Regions from separate parts of the Mus musculus genome. Here region 2 is linked to region 1. The links are chromatin contacts, called in public Hi-C maps. All regions are on one chromosome and are shown on one strand. Each heading gives the region's core, a stretch centred on a gene start, on an enhancer-like site or on the middle of the called end of the contact. The rest is flanking DNA. Distances are from core to core; before and after follow the strand shown.

What was found. A called contact is a pair of places that touch in the nucleus more often than the background predicts.
Region 2: a contact with region 1 is called in a Hi-C map of uterus, with 2.5 times the contacts expected there. The contact joins the promoter of Gas2l3 here to the promoter of Chpt1 in region 1. A contact is called at or near these places in 1 of 39 promoter capture datasets (pre-B cells) and 2 of 484 Hi-C or Micro-C datasets (CD4 T cells and uterus).

The regions. Positions count from the first base shown.
Region 1 is chr10:88,501,281-88,506,394 of GRCm38.p6, reverse strand. Chpt1 (choline phosphotransferase 1) reads left to right here and starts at 2,425. Exons shown (of 8, transcript NM_144807.3): 1 at 2,425-2,810. The coding sequence starts at 2,538.
Region 2 is chr10:89,440,879-89,445,992 of GRCm38.p6, reverse strand. It overlaps Gas2l3 (growth arrest-specific 2 like 3), which reads left to right and starts at 2,026. Exons shown (of 11, transcript NM_001033331.2): 1 at 2,026-2,138.

The sequences.
Region 1 (5,114 bases), core at 1,176-3,675:
ACAACTCTGACTCATGAACTCACAGCAGCCGTGGTTGCCTCCATAAGACGAGCCCAAAATCAAGCCAGCTACCATTCTAGAATGGAGGAAGAAAGGGTTCCCTGTTCCCCATCTCTGAGGAGCTAGGGACAGCTGAAGGCTTCAAGGAGAGGGAGAACCCACTTTGCTTTCTTTAAGGAGTCAGCTGACCAGGAGTCACCGGATCGAGTACTCGCCATGCTTCCTTCCACATGCAGGACAAATTCAATTCATAAACTGGACTTGATGGGTTACAAAAACCAATAATAATAAAGAGGATATGAAGACAGGGAGGTTAGGAGATAGGGGTGGGAGGAATTAGGGAGAGGAACAGGGATTAATATGATCAAAGTATATTGTATGAGATTTTCAAGGAATTAATAAAATAGTATCTTTTTTAAATGGTGTATAAAAATATCAGAACACATGCATGGCTCTCTAACATCCACTCCCTCACTTTTCAACAGTAGTAGAAATTAGTCGACCAGCCATTGGCCAGATAAGGGCTTCATTTAGCTCTCCTTGCAAATAGGTGTCACACTCACATGACAGGGTTCTGTCAGAAATGAGGAATGAAACTTTGGATCACAGCCTCAAAGCCAGGAAGTTCAGCCCCCCTGCCTCCCCCTCCTCCTAGTTGTTTGGGAATTGTGGTCACCTGTTTTGGGTCAGGACAAGAACAATACCCTGAAGGCAGCAGACAAGGAAATGGAAGAAACCAGTGTCTCTCACACACTGAGGGTTTGCAGCAGCTCTCAATGATCTACCCAGACACGATGCTTGGGCAAAACGAACTTCTGTCTCATTCAAGCCTTGTACTTGACCTAGAAGTAGCCTAAAGCAATCGTCGATACCTTCTGAGCATGCTGTATGCCCCTTTACAACAGCATGGCATTGGAAGAGGTCAAGTGTAATTGCTTGTAATCAGAGCTACTTAGGAGGCAGAGGCAATTAGTTCAAGGACAGTCTAGGCTGCGTAGCAGGATTCTGTCTCAAAATCAAAGCAAACAAAGGACTGAAGATAAAGCTTAGCAGGGCCCAGCAAGGTGCTTAGTTCAAAGTCCAGGAGCAAGATAAAGTACTAGGAATCTATAATGTAAGTGTTACCAATCCCCTGCCCCCCCCCCCCCCCCCCGCCTCTGACTGGAAAGTGCTGGGATAAAGGCCTGCAGTACCATCACCCAGCTATTTTATTTTATTTTATTTTATTTTATTTTATTTTATTTTATTTTATTTTTGGTAAGAGGCCAGGTAATGAATATTCAAGACTTTGTAAGTCATCTTGTGCTATACAACTCCTCACCTCTGTGGGAAGAAACACAGCTATAGTCACAGAACTGAGATTTAAATTATATCAATTCTAACATCATAAACTTTATTCTTTGTTTTTTTTCCCAGTAATTAAAAAATGTAAGACGCATACTTCTGTAGTGTGCTGTGAGAATGAGATGGAAGGCCTGTCTTTTGAGCCAAAAGTTGCTAACCGTTCCTCAAAATAGGTGAGGAAGAGTGTATCCCATGACCTCTGTTGCTTAATCCAAGAAAGCAGAAAGTAGTTTCCAGCTTGTCTGATGTGTTAGAAAGGTGCATACAGATCAGACCCACTACGTCTAGATCAAGTGGGCAGCCTATGTCTGGTTAGGCAATAGAACATGCTTATGACAGCCCCCAGTCCAAATGGGTGCATTGTGAAGTAAGGAGCTGGTGACCTTCCATTATGTGGCAATCGGCCTTCTCCACTGAAGAAACTGTGAAACTGGCTAAGAATTTTCTCTGCTCCAAGGAAGGAGTGTCAAGTGGTCTGAAAAAACAGGCATTTGAGTTTCAAACATTCAGTTTCCCTTTGACGACAATATTTCTAAGATCTGGGGGTTTTGTTTGTTTGTTTTAAAACCTTGCCGTCTGATCCCGCAGTGAGGGGTAACTAAGTTAATATGCGGAGGGGCCTTTGTATATTCCCATGGTGCTTGAGTACTTTCTGATCAGTACATACATGGTGACCACTCCAGGTTTCAGTAGGCGACATTTTCTTGACTAATAAGAGGCCGGGGCATAGACACACAAGTCAGAGTTGTTCCTACCACTCAGTAGAAAAAAACCAGCTCAACCAGGATCCAGGCTAGCCAAGCGTCGTCACGGAAACCTGAGCAAAGGCTGGAGAGGAGGGCGAACCCTTGAGCCCCAATAGAAAAGTCACAGCGGCAGGGCCAGAGCTGCCCTCGACCTGAGTCTGAAAGCGCAGGCTGCTTGACCCCTCCCGGGGCGTCCAGAGCCAAGCTCACTGAGGCCCCGCCCCGGTCCCGCCCCCAGCCTCGCCACCGCCCGCGAGCTCGCTGAGGCCCCACCCCCCCGTGGCCCGGCCTTGCCCCGCCCCCGAGGCCCGGCCCCGCCCCCGCGGCCCGCTGCTAAGTGAGTCCCACCGGCGGAGCTGGCCCGGGCGCTGTGCCCTCGCTCGGCTCTCTCCGCCCCCCGCGCGGGCCGCGGGCTGCGCCGGGTCGCGGCGGGCCCCGCAGGCAGCCATGGCGGCGGGCGCCGGGGCCAGGCCGGCGCCGCGCTGGGTAAAGGCGCTAGGTGAGCCGCTCAGTGCCGCGCAGCTGCGGCGGCTGGAGGAGCACCGCTACACCGCGGTGGGAGAGTCGCTGTTCGAGCCGCCGCTGCAGCTTTACTGGACCTGGCTGCTCCAATGGATCCCGCTCTGGATGGCCCCCAACACCATCACCCTCATCGGCCTCGCCATCAACCTGGTCACCACACTAGTGCTCATCTTCTACTGCCCTACAGTCACGGAGGAGGTAGGGCTGGCCGCCCGATGGTACTGTTCCCTGGAGCCCCCCTTGGGCCTCCTTCGGAGACGGCTCCACTATAGGCGTCAGTGGAGCGGGGAGACCCTGCGTAGCGGAGCATCCTCTAGGTCTCCCTCTAGGAGGGAGGTGCGGACGCGACCAGATTGCTGTCCCCTGGCAGTATTCATTTTCAGCCTCCCCGGGGCTCCTAGAGACTGTCGCACCACTACCCCAATCCTGTGACCATTCTGAGCTTCTCTGGGGGGCAGGGGCGCTGTCAAGGTCACTTACTGCCCCAGCCCTGTCTGCCAATCTCATCCCTGGGGCCATGGGACCACCAGCCCATATTTCGCACACTGGAGATTAAATACCTACATCTCCATGCTAGCAGGACTTGTGGATGGGTTAGGTAAGGCCAAGTGCCCTTTAGCACTTTATAATTCTGTTTCTCAAAGGTGGTGCCTAGCGATCCTGAAATTACTGGTAGCACTGATCGAAGATAAGTTATTTCTGGATAAGATAAGAAACTTCCTCGTTGCTTCCTTGGCTTTTTCATGAAAAACAAACAGGATGTAGGTGACAGTCTTTACAATTATCTAGACTTTGAGATTATAAATACCAACATATTTTATTAGTTGTAATTATATCCAACCTAAGTCTAAAGTAAGAATATTAACATGGGCTTTAGACAGTGGTGGTCAGAAGTGGTTCATTGGGCTGAGTATAGAGAGCATAAAAACAAGGGAGAGTGTCTTGAAACACTATATAGGATAACATTGCAGATTCCATGGCATTACTTTCTTTACGCTCCCTCTGTAATTACGTGTAAATATAGATCGTGCACAAACTCGAGAGTCGAGGTTGGATACCAGGAATACAATAGAAATAGCTCATGTTCTGCATCCATGCAAACACTTCTTTTTAAGGGCTTAGTGGAGCCTGCCCTTTAAAACATCTTGCCTGCCAACAACTGTGTTTGTCACGTGTACCTCCACTGTCACTTGTTTTCATGTGATTTAAAACACTAAGCTGTTTGGGGTTTCACTGGTTCCCGAACCCCCTGAAGCTCACTGTATCAGGATGGAAGCATGGCAGGCCTGCAAGTGAAGGATTTGACTCCCCATCATCCGCCACCATGGCAGACCTAACCGATCTGTTTTGAAAATAGAAATAATGCCTGCCAGGCCAATTTTACAGGGCAGCTGTGAGGACTGAAGGATACATGCAGATAATTGTAGGGCCCTGCCCTTTACTCAACAAAGTAAAACTCTCTCAACCTATTAAAAATACACAGTTGGTAAACAGTGTTGTGACGCAAGCATAGTAAAATTTAGCTTTGATTTGGGCTTAGATTTGGCTAACAGTCTGGGTGTTTCTGGCATTAGCCAATTAAGCTGTCAGCATGGATGTCATTCACCATTCATTTGTGGACGGAGCACTTAGGAGAACGAACGGATAAACAAGGCCTAAGGCCCTAGGGTGGAAGGGGACTTGTGGATGAGATAAATTTGTGATTATCTTATAGGATTAGACTCATTTTTCAAAGAGGATGTGATAGGCCCTGAGAGATCACTTAAGCCAGAGCGGCCCAGGTAAAAGGGCTAAGGGGTAGATGGAAGATAACTATGCGAGTTTGTAAAGTGCATGTCACTGGATCCTGTATTTGCCTCTAAGTAGCCTGAGTAAGAAGAGGAACAACATTGTAGGATCCACATAAGATGTAGCTACGAACGTGTTCTAAGACTAGTTTCTGGCTATTTTGCTTTAATAAGTGACATGGGTCGATAAAATTCAGATCCAAGTTGATCCAACTGTGAAGGATACATTCTTTTTGTTGGATTTGTGGCATGTCTGAAAACACTGGCGTTTGATATGATGCAAGTATGTATGTGAAGGGCGTTCACATTTGTTGTGGGTTTTACCCTTATCAACCTGAGGAGGTCGGTGAGTTTTCCCTTCCTTGGGTGGCCTTCCTGCAGTCTTGGAATTCCTTCTCGCCAGCCTGAAGTAACAGCTGCATATTTTCATAAGAGGAGACTGAAGTCCTCCGAGGTGAAGTGACTTTGACCTAGCTTGGAAGTTTTTGATTCTTGGACGTGAGGACTCAAGAGTGCCTTTTCACACACTGTATATACGCAGGCTGCCCTGGAGACTGAACCCCAGGGCCGTTGACGTGATAGCCAAGCAAGTTCTGCCTCGGAGCTTAGATTAGTTCCCCCAGTTTTTAAATTTTATTTTTCATTTTGAGTAGGGCACACGTAGTTGATGAGGCTGACCTGGAACTCAGTAACGCTCATTTCTAGAACGTGATTG
Region 2 (5,114 bases), core at 777-3,276, 940 kb before region 1:
AGGTTTCAGTAAGTGACTTAAAAATGTTAAGAGCTGTGTGTGGAGGGAGACTACATTTCCATGAGCACAGTTTCCGTTTTAAATAAATGGTGTTCAAATATTTAGGCACAAGGCATACACGTAAGAAAAAATCATAAGGACCATTGCTAAGCAGTGACTCATCAAATAAGAGTTATATAGCACAACTTATTACTAATCAAAATTTTTGTGGTGCTAGGGACTTAGACACAGTTGTTCTTAAAGTTTTACAGGGAAGTGCACATATTTTGATATCTAATTTAAAGCATCAAAATCTGGCTAAATGAGGAGGCATATAAATAGCCCCATGGTTTTAAATAAGAAATATTGGGAAACACAGGGCGATTTTAACAGACTCTGTGAATTTCTGCTGCTGTTGCAGTCGGCAAAGAGATCTCAGATGGACTGCAATTAGGAAACAAAAAACCAGGAACAACTACAGGCTGATATCATCAAGTCCATTGATCAATTTTTAATGATGGCCTTCTCCACTTGGAATCCCGGGAGAGCAGGATCCCTGGTGCTTAGGATAGGGCCTGCCGCAGAGCATCTCTAATCCTTATCTTCTGCTTAGATGGATTGAAGTAGCTCCAGCCAGCTCAGCTGTTATCGGGACATCTTTAGCTCTACGATTATCTTGAACTTCAAACTTAATACACCCAGCGAAAATGAACACTGGTCCTCTACCACAGCTTGTTTTTCCTGTATTCCTAAGACTAGTGCCACCACATAATAACCAAGGCCAGATAAATCACCCTCTTAGTTCTTCCAGATACTTCCTTCATACCCGCCTTCTGAGCTACTTTAGGGAGTTGTCATTTTAGGTTGCTTTTTGTTTGTTTGTTTGTTTTAATGACAAACTATTCTGTTCCTTTCTTCAAAAATCTTTGAAAGTGAACACACCCCCCCCTCCCTAAAATGAAAACCCCACAAATGAATTTCCTTGTTCTTTATATCCTTGTAATTATCTCACAGGCCTGCACCAGGACTGCATCTACATCCCTCAGTATCTATCAGGCCTACCTTCATACACACATACTTTCAGACTGCTCTGTCTCTCCAGGTCCAAACTTAGGTTATGCAAAACGATTCCTTCCAGAACGTTCCATGTGCCTCCCGGGTCCTGCATTTGCTGTTACTCCTGCCTAGGAATCAATCGTTCATAGCAATGACTTCCTCTGGCAGATTCCTGTTGTTCCTTCAATATCTAGTCATTTCCAAACCTCTGACCATCACCCTGTTTCACAGACTCCCCATTCCATGCCCCTCAGCCCTTTGAAAACTGAGATTGTTTTGTTCCCTATGAAAGCTGTATTGTTTTTGTGAGAGACCAGGTTTCAGTTCAATGCCCACAATTTAGAGATGGAGAAGCCTGCACATTCGAGGTGTCAAGACTTAAAAGGAACAGAAGCCGCAGGAATCTAAGAACTTGGGCCAGAACACAGAACCTCCAGGCTTTTAGCCAGTAAGATCAGCCCACATCAAAAAGCCACTTTTGAAGTTAACTCACATCTATCACTACAGTGTAACAATCACATGGCTACATTGTTACTTTGACATCCAACTCCCCTTTCCCCCACGTTTCCTGAAGGAAGAGCCAACATCCTCTTTTGGCTTCCAGGGGTGACTGCAGGGTTTTTCTCTCTCTTTCACAGTGAGGGGCCTGGGGTGGGCTCTGTCTGAAAGACTTCTGCTTTGGACGGGTCCCTGCTGGGTTGGTTTGTGTTTCTGGAAACCTCAGTGCCCCTCCGGATGGATGTAAGCAGATTTTAGGGTTGGAAGGAGCTCAAAGTCCTGGGAAGAGCAACATTCCAGGGCGCTCTGAAGCAGCCTTGAGAGGCGGGCTTCACACACTCTCCTGAACGACGGGACAAATAGGAGGGGTTGTCACTGCCACTGATAGAGACTGGACTGGAAAAGGTCGCTACGAATTCTTCGTGCGGTAGAAAGTCTCCGGAGGCGTGGCGCCCAGACCACGCCTCCGGTTCTGATTGGCTCCTTCGAAACAGGCGGCCGCGCTGGGCGACGAACTGCGGCGGCGGCGGCGGTTGGTTGCAGGCTTGCTGGCACGCACAGATTGAGCCCGAGTCGCCCGGAGAAGTGATCTCGCTCCCGGGCTGGTGAGTGACTTCCCTCTTGGATTTCTCTTTTCCTCCCTAACTTTCCGTTGCCTGTCCTGCGGCATCTTTGCTGCGCCTCAGCACGGACTCCCCACCCCCACCTCCCCAGTCTATAGCGTCCCGGTGGAGTTCAGGTGGGCTACAGAGCTGCAGGATTCCCTAGAACTCTGCGATTGGCTGACTGAGGGAGCCGCCTGCTATGATTGGCTCTTGGGGCTGTCACGGTGACGTTCAGCTCACCTTCCGACACCTGCCCGCTCTGGTGGGTAAGAGGGGCTATAAGTGTGAGCTCGGGAGCGGGAGGGGCGCGAGGTAGAGCCGCGACCTGTCCTGCTCTGAGACACAAACTAGTGCATGGTAGCCGGTCACCCTGCTGCCCAGCGCCCAGCCAGAAAGGTCACTTGATTCTTCTTCATCATCATCCTCAGAAAGGAAGGGATATAATCATTGGCCCAGGACAGACTCCTACTCATGATCACGCTGCTGTTTTGCCCCGTGATAGGCACTACAGACTCTTCCTTATTTCGCTTCTGCAGGGCTCAGATCTCCCAGACTTAACGGAATTAGGGAACATTAGTGGAGCCCTTGCACAACGCTCTCCCACCCACACCCCTGGGTTTGGAGAACTGAATTGGGGGAGGCTTGCAGAATGCCCTGGGAGGCGGAGGAACCATTTGAAGAGCTTGCATCCCCATGCATATCCCCCACCCCCACCCCACCCCAACCTCGTTCCATCCTGTCTCCTTTAAACCTAGGGGCCGAGTCGATCACATTAGAGTGCTCTGTAGTCTTTCTTTAAAACGAAGGAACGTGTTTTTCTGCGGGTCCAGTCTAGGTCAGAGTTTGGGTTTTGCTTAGCCCATGTGAGGTCGTTAATGACTACCCTTAGATAAGTAGTTCTGAATGGCTGTGGGCTCACTTCTCTTGAGCTTACACAGAATGATTGAAAATTGGGATTTCCCCACACCTTTAATTCCCTTCAGGAGGAAACTAGTAAGAATATTCTGGTGTAGATTCTGACGTGGTGCTGCATCTGACTCATCAGTTTTTAAAACTTACTATGGTCAGCTGACACTGCTTTCTAGCTGTCTGCTGCCATGACATTGGAGACGCTGGGCAGAGTTCCTTACCTCAGGCATGTTTTTCACCTTCCTGTTGAGAAAGTAAAGTGTACAACATGTTTTACTGTCTTTCAGTAGTTGTTCATGTTTGGATCAGGTACACCTTTTACACACCTAATAAGGATGTATTGAGAGAATGGGAAGCTAATCTGATTTGTCTCGAGTTTGCGTTGAATTAGAACCTCATCATCAGAGAGAACTGCCTCAGAAATAATTTTTGCAGTAACCTAATTACATTTCTTGGATAATAATAATAAGTCCTCTTTCTCCTCCTCCTCCTCTTCTTTTCCTTTTTTTTTTTTTTTTTTTTTGTTCCGAGACAGGGTTTCTCTGTGTAGCCCTGGCTATCCTGGAACTCACTCGGTAGACCAGGCTGGCCTCGAACTCAGAACTCCGCCTGCCAAGTGCTGGGATTAGTTATTCTTCTTCCTCTAAGAACCCAGTGAGTTTTCTCATTGAATTGCACTGTGATGCACCAGATGTTTTGGTTAACAGAACATTACTAAGTATTTTATCTATGAATCATAAACTGTCACAGAACCTGACTGTAATAAAGTATAGCACAGATATAAAAGGTAATGTGATCTTTTCGCTGATAGTATCTTGGGAGTTTGATGTCATCAGTCAGTCATGTGTTAGCAACTGCTGATGTATTATCTGATAGATGTCTGCTTACTGTCATGCAATATAAACTGGTTGTAAGAAGGTATTATATTAGCTATTGGTGGAGTTAGTGTGTGTGTGTGTCTTGTGTGTGTCTTGGGTTGGTACTCTTTTTTTTTTTTTTTTTAATTGTTTTTTGTTTTTCAAGACAGGGTTTCTCTGTGTAGCCCTGGCTGTCCTGGAACTCACTTTGTAGACCAGGGTGGCCTCGAACTCAGAACTCCGCCTGCCTCTGCCTCCCAGGTGCTGGGATTAAAGACATGCGCCACCACCACCTGGCTGGGTTGGCACTCTATGCATGCTAGGCAAGCACTCTACCTCAGCCTAGGATTGATTTATATTCCTGGCCAAAATTAAAGTTGGTTCATTAAAAAGTGTTTGGCTCTGTTAAAAATTCTTTTCTTCTTTCCTCTTTTCCTCTCTTCCTCTCTCGTCTTCTTCCCCCCTTCCCTTCCTTTCTTTTGACCTGTGTTGTGTGGTGGTTTGAATGAGAAAGGTCCCACCCTGAGGCTCTTATGTTTGAACACTTGGTCCCCAGTTGGTAGGGTTGTTTGGGAAGGATTAGGAGGTGTGGCCTTGCTGGAGATGTGTCACTGGGGGGACAGCCTTGAGGTTGCAGAAGCTCAAGCTATTCCCAGTTAGCTCTCTCTGCCTCATACTTGTGGATCAAATGTCAACCCTCAGAAAGCTCTAAGGATGTAAAGTTCTCAGCTCCTGCTCCAGGGCTGTGTTTGCCTGTCTGCTGCCATGAGTGGCTACAGACTCACACCCTGAAACTTTGAGCCCCAATAAACTCTTGCTTCTCTAAGCTGCCTTGGTCATCACAGCAACTAAAAAAGGTAACTGTTGCTTTGCAAACCACGATGGTCTCAAACTTGTGACAACTTGCCTTAGCCTTCTGAGTGCTGGGATTACAGGCGTGTACAACCACGTCTAGAGAAAGTATTACAGGCGTGTGCAACCATGTCTAGAGAAAGGGTTTCACTCTTTACCCACGCTCATATTTTAGTATACAGCGTGAATGATCCATAAGCCATTTGAGAAGTTTTCTGTTAATGGATAATTACATATATTTTTCTTTCAGTTTTCCTGTATTTGTATATTTCCCTTGCAGTCTTTTAGTTGAAGTGATGGAGTTGAACTGATTTTAAATATCTTTTCAAAGTTTTTTTGGAGGGTGGAGGTTGGAGAG